2 separate regions of the Pan troglodytes genome follow, and region 2 is linked to region 1. Evidence: chromatin contacts called from public HiChIP or PLAC-seq data. All regions are on one chromosome and are shown on one strand. Each heading gives the region's core, a stretch centred on a gene start, on an enhancer-like site or on the middle of the called end of the contact. The rest is flanking DNA. Distances are from core to core; before and after follow the strand shown.

What was found. HiChIP or PLAC-seq counts read pairs in DNA pulled down with a chosen protein or histone mark.
Region 2: an H3K4me3 HiChIP or PLAC-seq map of stem cell-derived excitatory neurons shows a contact between it and region 1, with 7 times the contacts expected there. The contact joins the promoter of ETFBKMT here to the promoter of RESF1 in region 1. A contact is called at or near these places in 1 of 7 Hi-C or Micro-C datasets (blood) and 1 of 1 datasets of contacts at active chromatin or transcription factors (stem cell-derived excitatory neurons).

What each region holds. Positions count from the first base shown.
Region 1 is chr10:63,530,808-63,538,040 of NHGRI_mPanTro3-v2.0_pri, reverse strand. RESF1 (retroelement silencing factor 1) reads left to right here and starts at 3,762. Exons shown (of 6, transcript XR_001708042.4): 1 at 3,762-4,107; 2 at 5,393-5,487. It also overlaps the pseudogene LOC100612657.
Region 2 is chr10:63,845,351-63,852,583 of NHGRI_mPanTro3-v2.0_pri, reverse strand. ETFBKMT (electron transfer flavoprotein subunit beta lysine methyltransferase) reads left to right here and starts at 3,570. Exons shown (of 4, transcript XM_001137083.6): 1 at 3,570-3,758; 2 at 6,239-6,665. The coding sequence starts at 6,352.

The sequences.
Region 1 (7,233 bases), core at 2,513-5,012:
AGTAGAAGAGGCTGTGGGGGTGGAGGTGGAAGAGTTGGCTGGGGTAGAGGAGGATGGGAAAGTGGTGGGGGAGAGGGAGGAGGTGGGATGGAGGTGGTAAAGGAGGTTTCTAAGGCAGAGGAGATGATGGTGGGAGGGGAGATTATGGTGGAAAAGATTATGTAGATCCATATGGAGGAGGTGGTGATGGTGGTGGATATAGGAGATACTGAAGACTACAAAAATTAAAAACCAAAACCAACAAACCTCAAGCGCAAAGGAATAGTCTGCCCTCTTATGTCACAAGCACTAACTAACCACCTCTGCCCTTTCTCATCACTTAATCATTCAGACAAGATTTCCTTGTTTACTTCCTCCTATAAAAACCCTAAGTCTATTTCATTTTCTTTGAAAAGATTCCTCTGCATTAATGGATGTTGTCCTTACTACAATAGCGTGAAAAAAAAAAGTCTCCTTATGCAGCTTAGCGATTTTCCAGGCTTGATATCAGTGACTTCATCTTGGGCTATTGACTCCATGCTGAGCTGCTGCTAAACTTTGAGGCCCACGAAGAAACTGTGAAAAATATTTCCTTCACAAACAACTGTTATAAATAAAGTTTTGGTGTTGCAAAAGAAATAGCACTGGAATATAAATTTTCTTTTTAATTCTCAGCAAGGCAATGTACTTCTTTTTTTTTTTTTTTTTTTTTTTTTTTTTGAGACAGAGTCTTGCTCTGTCGCCCAGGCTGGAGTGCGTGGTGCAATCTTGGCTCACTGCAAGCTCCGCCTCCCGGGTTCATGCCATTCTCCTGCCTCAGCCTCCGGAGTAGCTGGGACTACAGGCACCTGCCACCACGCCCAGCTAATTTTTTGTATTTTTTAGTGTTAGCCATGATGGTCTTGATCTCCTGAGCTCATGATCCGCCTGCCTCGGCCTCCCAAAGTACTGGGATTACAGGCGTGACCCACCGCGCCCGGCGGCAATGTACTTCTATAGACGGGTGCGCCCTCACAGATGGAGCAATGGTGAGCTCACACCTGGGCAAGGGAGGGGAAGGGGTTCTTATTCCTGATGCACGTGGCCTCTGCTGCTGTGTCCTTCCCCTGTTGGCTAGGGTTAGACCGCACAGGCTAAACTAATTCTGACTGGCTAATTTAAAGAGAGTGATGGGGTGGGCGGTTTGGCAGGAAAAATGGTTAAGGCGGGGCAGGAAATCGGAATGAGTCAGGGTGGAGCTGGTAATCGGAATGAGTCAGGGTGGAGCAGGTGATTGAAATGAGTCAGGGTGGAGCAGGTGATGGAAACAGGTTGCTTTACGAGGAAGTTAAGTTTAAAAGTAGAAGGCAAAGAATTGACCATACTGACATATCGATTCTTTGAAGAGAAATTTAGAATTCATATCTAACACAACCGTTTTTGCAACAACACACAACCCAAGAAAGCTGGTCTCAATATTATTATTATTATTATTATTATTATTATTATTATTATTTTCCGAGACAGGCTCTTACTCTGTCACCCAGGCCGGAGTTCAGTGGCTCAATCTTGGCTCACTGCAACCTCTGCCTCCCAAGCTCAAGTGATCCCCCCATCTCAGCCTCCCAAGTAGCTGGGACTACAGGTGCATGCCACCACTCCTGGCTAATTTTTTTTTGTTTTTTGTATATTTTTTGTAGAGATTGGGTTCACCATGTTGGCAAGGCTGCTCTCTCGAACTCCTGGCCTCAAGTGATCCTCCCCAAAGTGCTGGGATTACAAGCATAAGCCACCACGCCTGATCCCCAATCTTTTTTTGTTTGTTTTGTTTCATGAGACAGACTCTCTCTGTGGCCCACGCTGGAGTGCAGTGGCATGATCTCGGCTCACTGCAACCTCTGCTTCCTGGGTTTAAGCAATTCTCCCGCCTCAGCCTCCCGAGTAGCTGAGAATTACAGGTGCCCACAACCAGGCCTGGCTAATTTTTATATTTTTAGTAGAAACAGGGTTTCACCATGTTGGTCACGTTGGTCTCAAACTCCTGATTTCAAGTGATTCACCCACCTCAGCCTCCCAAACTGTCAGGCCTCTGAGCCCAAGCTAAGCCATCATATCCCCTGTGACCTGCTCGTATACATCCAGATGGCCTGAAGCAACTGAAGATCCACAAAAGAAGCGAAAATAGCCTTAACTGATGACATTCCACCATTGTGATTTGTTTCTGCCCCATCCCAACAGATCAATGTATTTTGTAATCTCCCCCACCCTTAAGAAGGTTCTTTGTAATCTCCCCCACCCTTAAGAAGGTTCTTTGTAATTCTCCCCACCCTTGAGAATGTACTTTGTGAGATCCACCCCCTGCCCGCAAAACATTGCTCCGCGGAGCCTCTCCCAAAACCTATAAGAATTAAAGATAATCCCACCACCCTTTGCTGACTCTCTTTTCGGACTCAGCCCGCCTGCACCCAGGTGAAATAAACAGTCTTGTTGCTCACGCAAAGCTTGTTTGGTGGTCTCTTCACACGGACGCGCGTGACACAAAGTGCTGGGATTACAGGCCTGAGCCACCACACCTGGCCACCCCCAATCTTTAAGAATATTCTGGCCGGGCGCGGTGGCTCATGCCTGTAATCCCAGCACTTTGGGAGGCTAAGGCGGGCGGATCAAGAGGTCAGGAGATCGAGACGATCCTGGCTAACATGGTGAAACCCCGTCTCTACTAAAATACAAAAAATTAGCCGGGCATGGTGGCGGGCGCCTGTAGTCCCAGCTACTTGGGAGGCTGAGGCAGGAGAATGGCGTGAATCTGGGAGGTGGAGCTTGCAGTGAGCCGAGATCGCGCCACTGCACTCCACCCTGGGCGACAGAGCGTGACTCCGTCCCCCCCCCCCAAAAAGAAAGAATATTCTGTATGTAGTTTTTTTGTTTTGTTTCTGACAGACGCAAACGCACCCTTCTAGTAATGACTAAAGACTTCTTCGTTTAATTCACCAATGAAGTAATCTGACAATTTATGTAACAAATAAATTCCTATAAACATAAGCTCCCTTGCCCCTCTCCAGTGGCACAATCTCTGATTTGCCATCCTGGTTGCAACCTTCATTACTAAGTAAACGCTTACGTAAACCTTAATAATGAGATTCGGGCAATATGATTAAATATTGGTTTATTTGAGTGCAAAGTTTGAGGATGGCGACCTGGTAGGACACAGACTCCAAAAGATGGGGGTCAGTGCTTCGAAAGGGAGAAGTTTGAGGGTCGTTTACACAGGCAGGGTCTGGGAAGCTTAACAGGATGTCAACATTTTCCATAGAAGGTTAACGCATAGCAATTTGATTGGTTCAAGGCAGTGTTTCTTTTTGGGAAGGGTCTATTTAACATTCCACATTAAGGATGTAATAGTCAAGCGGTCATTTATCTTATTCAAGGCGTATTTTATCTCAGATGCCATCTGGTCTGAGCTGGGAATAAGAAAATAAGGGAGTTAATCTATAACAAAAGGTCGGCAATTAAGAGGTCGTGCTTCGTGATCTGGTCTCCAAAGTCAACTTTCCTCAGGGACTTTCAGAATCCCCAAATAGACTATCCACTTTCTTTCACACTTATTTGCCTCTAACTTGTTGATTTCTTTTTTTTTCTTTCTGTTTTTTAAGGGTTAACAATCTCTTGGGTGCACTCTGACTTCCATGCGCTTTATAGAAAAAATTGGTCCTGAGGCCAGCAGCAACAGTCGGTCTCATGAACTTGTTAGAAATGCACATTTTTCAGCCCCACCCCAAACCTACTGAATCAGCAGTTTTGCTGGTGGTTCTCAATCTCTCTTTAACATGCCCTCTGGGTGCTGCGGATGCACGTTGAAGGTAGAAGATCGCTGCAGGATATTTCCGCGTCGGGCAGATGAAAGCGCTCTGCAAGCCTGGGTGTTATCTGCGGGCCGGGTCCGCGGCTTCTCTGGTGGCACTAGGACCGCGGCGGCGCGGCCCTCGCAGCCACCGCCTCGGGCGTGAGGCGGAGCCTAGCTGTTCCTGGATCCTGGGCCTGGCTCCTCGACCCGCCCCTGGAGGCGGACCCCACTTGACTTAAACTCTGGGGCCCGGGAGGCCGCCGGTTTTCTCCCTGCTTGCTGGGGTGGTCCTCTTCCCTTTGTCGGTAAGTGTGAGACGAGCACCCCGAGGTCCCTCTGCCTTCCGGGGTCCGGGCGGGGCGGGGGCCGGGAGCCGGGAGCCAGAGGCGCTCGCGGTCCGGGCCTGCGCGCGGCGCAGAGCGCTTTTGTTCTGCGGCAAAGACGCAGTCGCGGGCGGCCCCGGAACCCGGGCCTCGGGCCCCGCCGGCTCGCGCGTCCCGCCGTCCGCCCACCGGAGCTGGGCCGGGCAGCCGCGCTTGCTTCTGCCCGCCGCACCGGGGCCGGCCCTGGGCCTCCGCGGATGCCGAGCCTTGCACCGGAGGGCGGGCCTCGCTGGCTGTTTTCCCTCATTGCCTGGCTCTGCGCGGTAGAGGTCGCGAGTGGCGAAGGCTAGGACGCATTTTGTCGAACTGCGAGGCGCGGCTGGTGAGGCGGGTGGGTATGAGAGCTGCTTATGTTTTTAAGGCTTTCCTGTCGCTGGAGTGAAAAAGAAAAATCTTTTTTTTTTTGCTATTTCCCGAGGGTTCTCCTCCTCCCCGGCCCTCTTAAGCCGAAGCCTCCTGGAACAGAATTGCTGTACTGGCATCTATCTCCAAGTGGTCCGCGAACGCTTCTGCGCCGGCGATGGTTTCTGTTCCTCAGCAATAGTTAGTTCCTTGAGGCATTTTTAAATGCACAAACGCATACCCATCTTAGGTGTTCTCGAGGGACACGGATTCCCTAAGCAAACGTCCTTAGGGTCCTGAGTTTAGCAGCAAACTTTCGGGGAATCATTTCCGTGAAAACAATTTATTTGTAGTACATCGAGTGCATACTGTCTTAACATAAGGATGTGTATGAGCTTGAGGCGCATTTTCATTAAGTGGCGGGCGGGTGCATTTCAGTAGGCGGGCCGCAGAGCTTGTTTGGGGATTGCGTTTTTCTGCTAAATGTGTTAGCTTTAATCATGTTTCAGTCACTGTTAATGTTCATGCATGTTAAGGTTTTAGGTTTTTTCCCCTGTGCAGTCGGATTTTTTTCTATTTAATATTAATGCAATAAAGACAAGTGCAGAGATAAAGTATTATTGTTTTGCAGTGATACTACAATAGCGGACCTAGAGGAGCGCACATAAATTCTAACTTAAGTGAGTGGTATTTTCAGGCCAGACCTAGTTTCTATTTCTGTTACTTAGGACACTTAATAAGAATTCAGTAAACTTAGCATGCTTTCAGTGCAGCCATAAAAGAACAGTTTTGCACAGCAGTGTCATATCTAGTAAACACATTAGCATGTGCTCTTTTATTATAAAATGTTTCTTGCTGTCCCTAGGACCAAAGAAGTAAACACTGTGTGGAGAGGGACTGAGGTGTTTGGAGGGAAATGGGAATGTACACGATAATTAAAGAGTAAAGTTGTGCTCAACGGTAAGTGTATCACCTCTAAGAAACCCGCCCTGATTTAACCAGGCGGTTATTCACACTCAACTATGGAGTAATTCACCTACTACCGAATAAAATTACTAGCTCAGTGAATCAACATTGGTTTTAAATTAAACTGTGGGTCACAATGGAATTGACAGCAAAGCTTGAGAAGAAATGTTGTTGGCATAGTACTGAAAAATCAGTTGTTAATCTTAGCAAAATAAGGAAAGAAGTCTTTGGTAAGGGAATTGTGGTGGAAGTTACCTGGGCAGAGGTCTGCTTCTGTCTGTGCTGTGTTTATTTGATTGTTTTTATTATATTTTATTACTGCTGGTGGCACATAGGGGAATGTGGCACAGAGCACCACTCTGGAAGGATGCTTCCGGTGCAGCCAAAGTGGTCATGTCCAGGGCTTTCATCTGTAACCACAAAGTGTGTTAGGAAGTCTCACCTAATGATTAAGACCATGGGCCCTGTAACCACACTGCTTTGGTTCAGATCTTGGCTGTAGCACTCAGCCAACCCTGGAAAATAAACCTCTGCCTGTTCTCTCATCTATAAAATGGGGACAAGCACTAATGTCATAGGATTGTTATGGTAGAGTTACATGAGTTTCATGCATATCACAGTTAAACAGCTCCTGATGCATGGTAAGTGCCCAATAAATGTTAGCTATTGTCATGTTAGAGGAAATAGATTTTGTGGCCTGGGACATGTAATGCTGTCTTAGCAGAAATTCAGCTGGTTCATTTAAGCTCTAAATTTATGAGCTTTTTATTGATTAAACCCATCACTGTAGATCCTCTTTGATTCTCTTTTTTGTAGGTCTTGTTTTGTTAGGAAGTACCCGTCACTACTGGTCCACATCTGGATTTACCTGCAGGCTTGTTTGAAATAAAAAATGCCTCCAAATTCCTAGGCAGGACAAACTTGCCCCAAAGCTTTGTCGTTCTACATTATCTCTGTGATTGTACAGGAATCTCTCTTCCCTCCTAGATTATCAGTGTCTTGGATATAATTGGAGCTCAAATGCTTAGGGAATTGATTTAATGTTGCTTAAAACGTATTTGTAGGCCAGGTGTGGTGGCTCACGCCTATAATGCCAGCACTTTAAGAGGCTGGGGCAGGCAGATCACTTGAGGCCAGGAGTTCGAGACCAGCCCTGGCCTCAAGTTGGCCAACATGGCAAAACCCCATCTCTACTAATAATACAAAAATTAGTCGGGCGTGGTGGCACATGCCTGTAATCCTAGCTACTCAAGTGGCTGAACCCGGGAGGTGGAGGTTGCAGTGACCTGAGGTCACCCCGTCGTACTGCAGCCTGGGTAACAGAGCAAGATTCTGTCTTTAAAAAAAAAAAAAAAAAAAAGCGTTTATGCAGGTGAATTTCAAGAATTCAAGAATCTAATCAGGCCTCCCTCCCTCCCCCATTAGAGGCACACTCTATTATGTAAAACAGACAGGGAGTGTATTCATTTTGAGATAAGTCCAGGATAACAGTTGACTAACCCTGGGTATAGATACGCAAGTTAACATTCACTTTGGAAGAAGATTGTGAAGAAAGAATCTTGGACCTTGAGGAATTCTAAATGCTTTGTTGGGTGGCAACTATGCAATACTTACACTACTCCTAATACCTTAAGTGTACTTGTGAGTGAAGAGCAAAGTTGGAGGCTGTTGAGGTAAATATCTCAAGTGAGATTGGAACTATACATTTTATGCTCCTGGTTTTCATGATCGCAAAGATTT
Region 2 (7,233 bases), core at 2,321-4,820, 310 kb before region 1:
TTCCTTTACTCCCTATTTTCGAATGTTTGCCTTATCTCATGTATAGCATAGATTTACTGGGCACTAATTAAAATCTCACAAGAATGTCATCGTTTGCTTCACGCCTATCTCCCTTTTCCTGCATGTCTTTTCTCTTAAAGAAATGTGTAAATACCGAGTCTCCTGAAGCCTTTCCCAAGGAGCACGGGCCACAGACTCATGTTTCTGTGACTCAGGGTTTTCCTGGGCACACCTTTAAGCTCTGGCTCAATAAACCTGGATTGATTGAGATTCTTGCCTCAGTCTCTCATTTGGGTTGACAATACATATGTCAGGACATTAGATTGTACTCTGTAAACATGCAAAGTTGCCAATGTGAAGTCAAATATACCTCAATAAAGCTGTTAAAAGTAAATTTTTTAAATGAGATACTGATATGTAATGTTTGTTATTTTACTCATGTATTTGCCTTTTCTTTCATTTAACAGTTTATTGAGTGTCTGTGCCAGAGGTTAAAAGAAGTATGACATGGTCTGCTTTCAAGTCTAGGCAGTGACGGTTCTGCTTGATATGCTTGTTGTACATGCCCATAGGAAGCTAAGAAAATAGGAAGATTAGCGTGTAGGCTGGCGTGTTGGGGAAGGCTTTTCAGAGGACCTTAACGTTGAACTGAGTTCTGAAGGACGAGTAGGTGCTTTGGACAGTGAGGAGCGGTTAGCAGTGGCAGCTTTCTGTCTTCAACAAGGCCTAGGGATGAGAGAACAAGGCGCTGTGGGAGGAAAACAAATTGCAGCAGAGAGGGGAGAAGAGGAGTGTTTTGAAAAGAGGCAGGATAGGTTAAGTTGGGACTGATCAGCATGGGCCAGGAAAGCTGTGGTCAGGAATCCGGCTGTACCATTGAAGGTCTGGGGAGCTAGAGCAGGTTTTAAGCAAGGGAGAACACAGATAGCCTGCTGATGAACAGCACAGGCCAATCGAGTGGAGCAAGAGAAACCATCTTGCCCTTAGATTGGCTAGCATTACGGTTAAACGAGTGTATTTAATTAGTCTCCAAGTCCTGCTAATAGCTCATCCTTAATCATTTTCAAATGTTCCAATTCTTTCCATCCCTATTGCAGTTACCTTAGTTCTGTCTCCATTATTGTTTGCTTGGATTACCATAATATCCTCCAATGGCAGTTTCCTTGTCTTCAGTCTTGCCCCCGCTTTAACTCTTTGCTACCTGCAGCATAAAACATTTTTCTAAAATTCAAGTTTGATCCTCTCACCTTTAACTGAAAACCCGATCTGCTGCTCATCAACACTATCTCTGTGTTTCTAATAATGATCATCACTGTAATAGCACACTTAGCAAGCATTTACTACATGCCAGGAACTGGGCTAAACAAGATGTGCTTTTATCTTATTAAATCTTCCTAAAACATTATTATTATCATCACTATTTTACAGATGAAGAAACTGATTATTAAGAAGGTTTAGCAATGTGTCCAAGATCATACAGTTAATAAGTGTAATTGAATAACTTGTTGAAAAACCGAAAAACCCTTAAAGACAAAGTTGTGTAGGGAATAGAATTTTTTACTAGCACCTGCAAGAGGGACCAATTATTAGAGAACTGGCTTTGTAAACAAAAATGTAGGGCAGGTATTTAAAGTAAAAAAATCACAAGGATAGACAACAGCTCAAATTGTTATCAGTTCACAAGTCTGCCTGGATGTATGTGGGTCAATTTTGTTAAAATCTAGACGGTCCTTTCTATTAAGACATTACAATGCATCAACACCAAACAACAGAAAAGAAAATCCATATATCCCTGTTTTTCATGCTTTGTCTGGGACTACAGGAAGGGCAGGCCTTTTCTAGACTATGGAATCTAAGTTTCAGAAAAAAATCATTTAAGCTGCAATATAAAGAATAATCTTGGCCGGTCGCAGTGGCTCACACCTGTAATCCCAGCACTTTGGGAGGCCGAGGTGGGCGGATCACGAGGTCAAAAGTTGGACACCAGCCTGACCAACATGATGAAACCCCGTCTCTACTAAAGACACAAAAATTAGCTGGGTGTGGTGGTGTGCGCCTATAATCCCAGCTACTGGGGAAGCTGAGGCAGGAGAATGGCTTGAACCCAGGAGGCAGAGGTTACAGTGAGCCGAGATCATGCCACTGCACTCCAGCCTGGGCGACGGAGGAAGACTTCATCTCAAAAAAAAAAAAAAAAAAAAAAAAGAATAGTTTTAAGGAAGGCAGAATTAGAGATAGACAAGTTATAGGAACCCAGGCAAGCCATTATAATGCCAAACTAAGGCAATGGCAGGAGGGATAGAAAGAACTGGACCAGTTTTAAAACCATTATGGGACAGGAAAGGCATGTTGCAGTCCCTTCAGCCAAGTTGCAAGTTTTGAATGAGTTATCCAAACATTATTGAATGCATCTTCAGTGATGACTACCAAGCTTTTTTCCAGGAACCAACCCTCTTTTGTAAAAATGTTAGGTTAGCCTGTTCGTTCTGGTTTCTTGGGCAGTGACTGGGATGTTCAAACTATTAATTGGGATAGAACACAGAAGCTGGTTAAAAACAATATTTCTTATAGAAATTGATCTTGAACATGGATCAATGTTCACTGCTAGCAGGAGAATCGGAGAGTGTGTGGTAATGAAAAGTTATAGTTGAGAAAACAAGCGTTTACATCAGCAACTAATTAAGAAAAAAGCAGCTCATAAGTGGATGAATGCAGTTCATAAACACATTATATCAGTTATTACACAGGAAATCTAAGGCAGAATACTGAATACTGTGAAATGCAAGGTGTATAGCTTATCAACAAGAATGTAGCAAATACACCATTCAACTAAGAAGGAAATGATAAGGCTGCATCTGGGGCTGTTGACTGGAACCACAAAGTTTCCTTTCCTTGTAGTAGTTCCTAAAGATTCCAGTTTACATGGAAAGACAGAAAGCTGTCACACCTATGGCAGGAGCGCAGAACCCAAGCGACAAATTCTAATTTTGAACAGGCAGGTGCCAGTGCATTTCTCAAACTGCAAACTAAAATGCAGAAACACGATTTTCCTGTTTCTTAGTTTTGGACCGTTTTCCCCCCTCTAGCACGCCAGAGCAGGTTTTAATTGTTGTCAGGTCAGATGGTGAGTTAACTTTGAGCGTTGAGTTGAGGGGCCAGTGGGATGTGGGTCCAGTTGAAAGGTGGATATATGTAGATCCAGACTCGAGTGATATAGGCTGCAAATAAATTGATAGTGAATTTATGAATTATTAGAAAAGAAAGGACATTCATTATGATTTAATCGCAGTTGAATGTAGGCAGCACAGAGGGCTTATACTGTGTTTTTTTTTTTTTTTTTTTAATATACGGTGTCTATTTTGCTCACCACTCCATGCCCGGTGCCTGGAAGTGCGACTGGCACATAGTAGGTGTTGCATAGTTTCAGAATGAACTTTTTAGGAATCAAAATTCTACAAACATTGCACACAGATTTAACGTTCCCTTATTTTCCAGGTGAGGTCAGGGCGCCCTTTGGTTTCGCGCTTCTGTCCCTTTAAGAAAGTGGAGGAGAAAGAAAGGGCTGCTGGGAAAAAGGGCGGGGCCGCGAGGGGCCGCCGTCCATCCCGCCCCCTGCCGGGCCGCGGCGCTCTGCTAGAGCGTGGCTCAGTTTGGGTAGCGGGACCCCGGAAATGTAAAGCATGAGCGGGAAGAGTCGCCAGGGCGAGTGACAGGCGAGCCCTGTGCTTTACTTCCGAGGGCGGTGTCAGCAAAGCTAGGTAAGGAGACAAGGAGGACGGTGCCTGCCCCTTTAAGATCGACTCCACCCCGCCTCTGGAGGAAAATGACGCCGCCGTCTACCCGTTCTGGAACGTAACTATTTTCATCCCATCAGCTCTCCTTCTCATTAAGAAAAATACCAAGTGGTCACCACAGTCACATACTTCATAACCCATGCCTCATCGGTGCTGGGACGGGAGAGGGAAGCGCCGATCTAAATGACATGGGGTCCAAATCCCAAATAATCTCTATTTGCTCTGCGTTACCTTTAAACTTAGGCTGCGTTGTGTGATTCAAGTGACAGCCTAGTACTGCTTAACAATTAGTCTAGTGGGATATCAGGCCCTGAGAGACCCCTACGATCCCAGGACACTGATGTGGGGTAACTAACACCCACTGGAAGTCTACGCTGAGTTCACAGGCTATGTATGACCTGACATGCATTTTGGCCTGCCCTGTGTTTTGATATTTGAATGAGTTGCTGATGTTTACAAGCCGAAGCTGGCCGGGCGTGGTGGCTCGCGCCTGTAATCCCAGCACTTTGGGAGGTCGAGGCAGGAGGATCGCTTCAGGTCAGGAGTTCCAGACCAGTCTGGCCAACATGGCGAAACCTCGTCTCTACTAAAAAAAAAAAAAAAAAAAAAAAATACAAAAATTAGCCGGGCGTGGTGGCACGCCCCTGTAATCCCAGGACTCGGGAGGCTGAGGTAGGAGAATCGCTTGAACCTGGGAGTCGGAGGTTGCAGTGAGCCGAGATCACGCCACTGCACTCCAGCCTGGGCAACAGAGACTCTGTCTCAAAAAAAAAAAAAAAAAAAAAAAAAAGGTGGAAGCTAATGTGTCAATATCTAGATTTTTTTGATGATTTTGAGAAATCGGAGGATCTGGCAGCATGTCCTGCCTAGCCTTTTTGAACTGTTTGAAAACAGTCTCCAGCTTGCCACAGCCCCTCTGTTATTTTACAGCCAGCCTGCATCACTCATTTATGATGTCCAGCCCCTTGTGGGGATTTGGATTTTTGACCCCTAAATACTTTAGTGGATTTAAGACCATTTAAAACATTTATGCAGAAGAGATCCGAGGTCCCCAAACAACTGGGTGTTTAAGTTGTGTTTAAGTTGTTCCTCATTCTCATTTATTCTAATCCGGGTGTTTTTCTATATATATATATTTTTAAACAAATCTTAGTGATCAATTGCACAGGTGTTTTTCTGTTGGAGCAAATCTTTTCGGTTTAGGCTTGGTAAAATCGAACCATCAGATACTTTTACAGAAAGAGATTTAGGAGTTGATGTTTTTTTATTACAATTAAATGCATACAGTACTTTTAAAGGAAAAAACCTGAATCTTGATTGCATTGTTTTATGATACAACAATCTTTAATGAAATAGAGTAGTCAATATAATTTGTATTAATATATCTCTGCCCACAGACAATTATAAATTCATTAACCCCCAGAACTCTTGGCTAGACTTCATAAAGGCAAAAACTGTGTTTGCCCTGTTAACTGCTTTATCCCACCACTAGAATATAAGCTTCCTGAAGACAGAAGACTTTTGTTATTTTGTTCACAGTTACCAAGCATGCCTACTTTGTTAAATTTATGAAAGAACTTTAAAGGTACAGTTGGCCCACAATATAACAATATAGCAATATAAAATTACAACAATAAAAATAACACAAAAATAGTGTAACAACTACTTATATAGCATTTACATTGTATTAAGTATTATGAGTCATCCAGAGATGATTTAAAGTAAAGTATACCACAGCATATGCCTAGTTTATATACAAATATGATGCCATTTTATATAAGGGACTTGAGTATCCTCTGATTGTGGTATCCTGGAAGCAGGGGATACCGGAACCAATCACTTGAGGATACTGAAGGATGACTGTATGGCTGATTTCCTGTAAGAGGCATTTTCTTGAGGATTCTTTCAAAATCAAATGCTTGTATATTTGTTGTGTTAAATTACTAAAAGGATTCTCTTGTGAAAAGTATCATTTAAAAAGATTGGATTTTCCCAATTGATGCACCAAAGCTTTCATCTGAAATGAACTTGCACATGTGAATCATCAGATACAGTAATATACACTGTAATATTTTATTTCTTTTTTTTTTTTTTATGAGACGGAGTTTTGCTCTTGTTGCCCAGGCTGGAATGCAATGGTGCGATCTCGGCACACTGCAACCTCCGCCTCCCGGGTTCAAGCAATTCTCAAGTAGTGAGATTACAGGTACCTGCCACCACGCCTGGGTAATTTTTTGTATTTTTAGTAGAGACAGGGTTTCACCATGATGGCCACACTGGTCTTGAACACCTGACCTCGTGATCCACCCGCCTTGGCCTCCCAAAGTGCAGGGATTACAGGCGTGAGCCACCGCGCCCGGCCAATATTTTCTTATTATGTAATAGGATCTAGAAATGTTGCTCTTCCTCAGAATTCTCAGTATTACTTTTTTTTTTTTTTTCAGAGTCAGAGGTTCCGGTTGAGATCAAGTTGGGAGACACACCCTTGTTCATTCTCCTTGAGAAGCAGCCATTATCAACAGAACATTGACAGAACCTGTGTTTGGGGAAAGGACTGATGGCTTTGAGTCTAGGTTGGAAAGCACACAGGAACCACTGTGGTCTCCTCTTGCAGGCTCTACGAAGCAGTGGTCTTCTCTTGTTTCCCTGTGGCCAGTGTCCCTGGAGAGGAGCTGGAAGCTTTTTGGACCCTGAGATAAAGGCTTTCCTGGAGGAGAACACTGAAGTCACCAGCAGTGGTAGCCTCACCCCTGAAATCCAGTTGCGGCTTTTGACCCCCAGATGCAAATTCTGGTGGGAGAGAGCTGACCTGTGGCCCCACAGTGATCCTTACTGGGCAATCTACTGGCCAGGAGGCCAAGCCCTGTCTAGGTACTACCCTAATGAAACCTTTAAGGCGCTACAGATCTTTGCTGTTTTCAGTTCCCTCCAACCTCTACAAAAAACCAGAGCAATGCTAGGCGTGGTGGCTCATGCCTGTAGTCTCAGTACTTTGGGAGGCTGAGGCTGTAAGCTGTGATCCTGCCACTGCACTCTCGCCTGGCCTGTCTCAAAAACAAAACAAAACAGAAACCGGCAAAACTCAGTCTTCTTGTTTTCTTTTTTCTTTCTTTTTTTTTTTTTTTTTTTTTTGGTAGAGACAGGATCTTGCTATGTTGTCCAGGCTGGTCTTAAACATCTGGCCTCCTCAACCTCCCCAAGTGCTGGTATTACAGACATGAGCCTCTGAGCCTAGCCTCAGGTTAGCCATATTTTTTGTTGCCTTGTTGCATAATTTCCCATTCTAACCCAAGCTTATCAAGCTATTTTCCCAAGTAACTGTCTCCCCAAGAGAAATCCTAGAGTCAGCTGTCAAGACCCTGGATAGCTATAAGTGATCCAGAAATCTCACCTGTTAGGAGGTTCATAGTTCATAGCGCATGACCATTGCAGAGTTCCT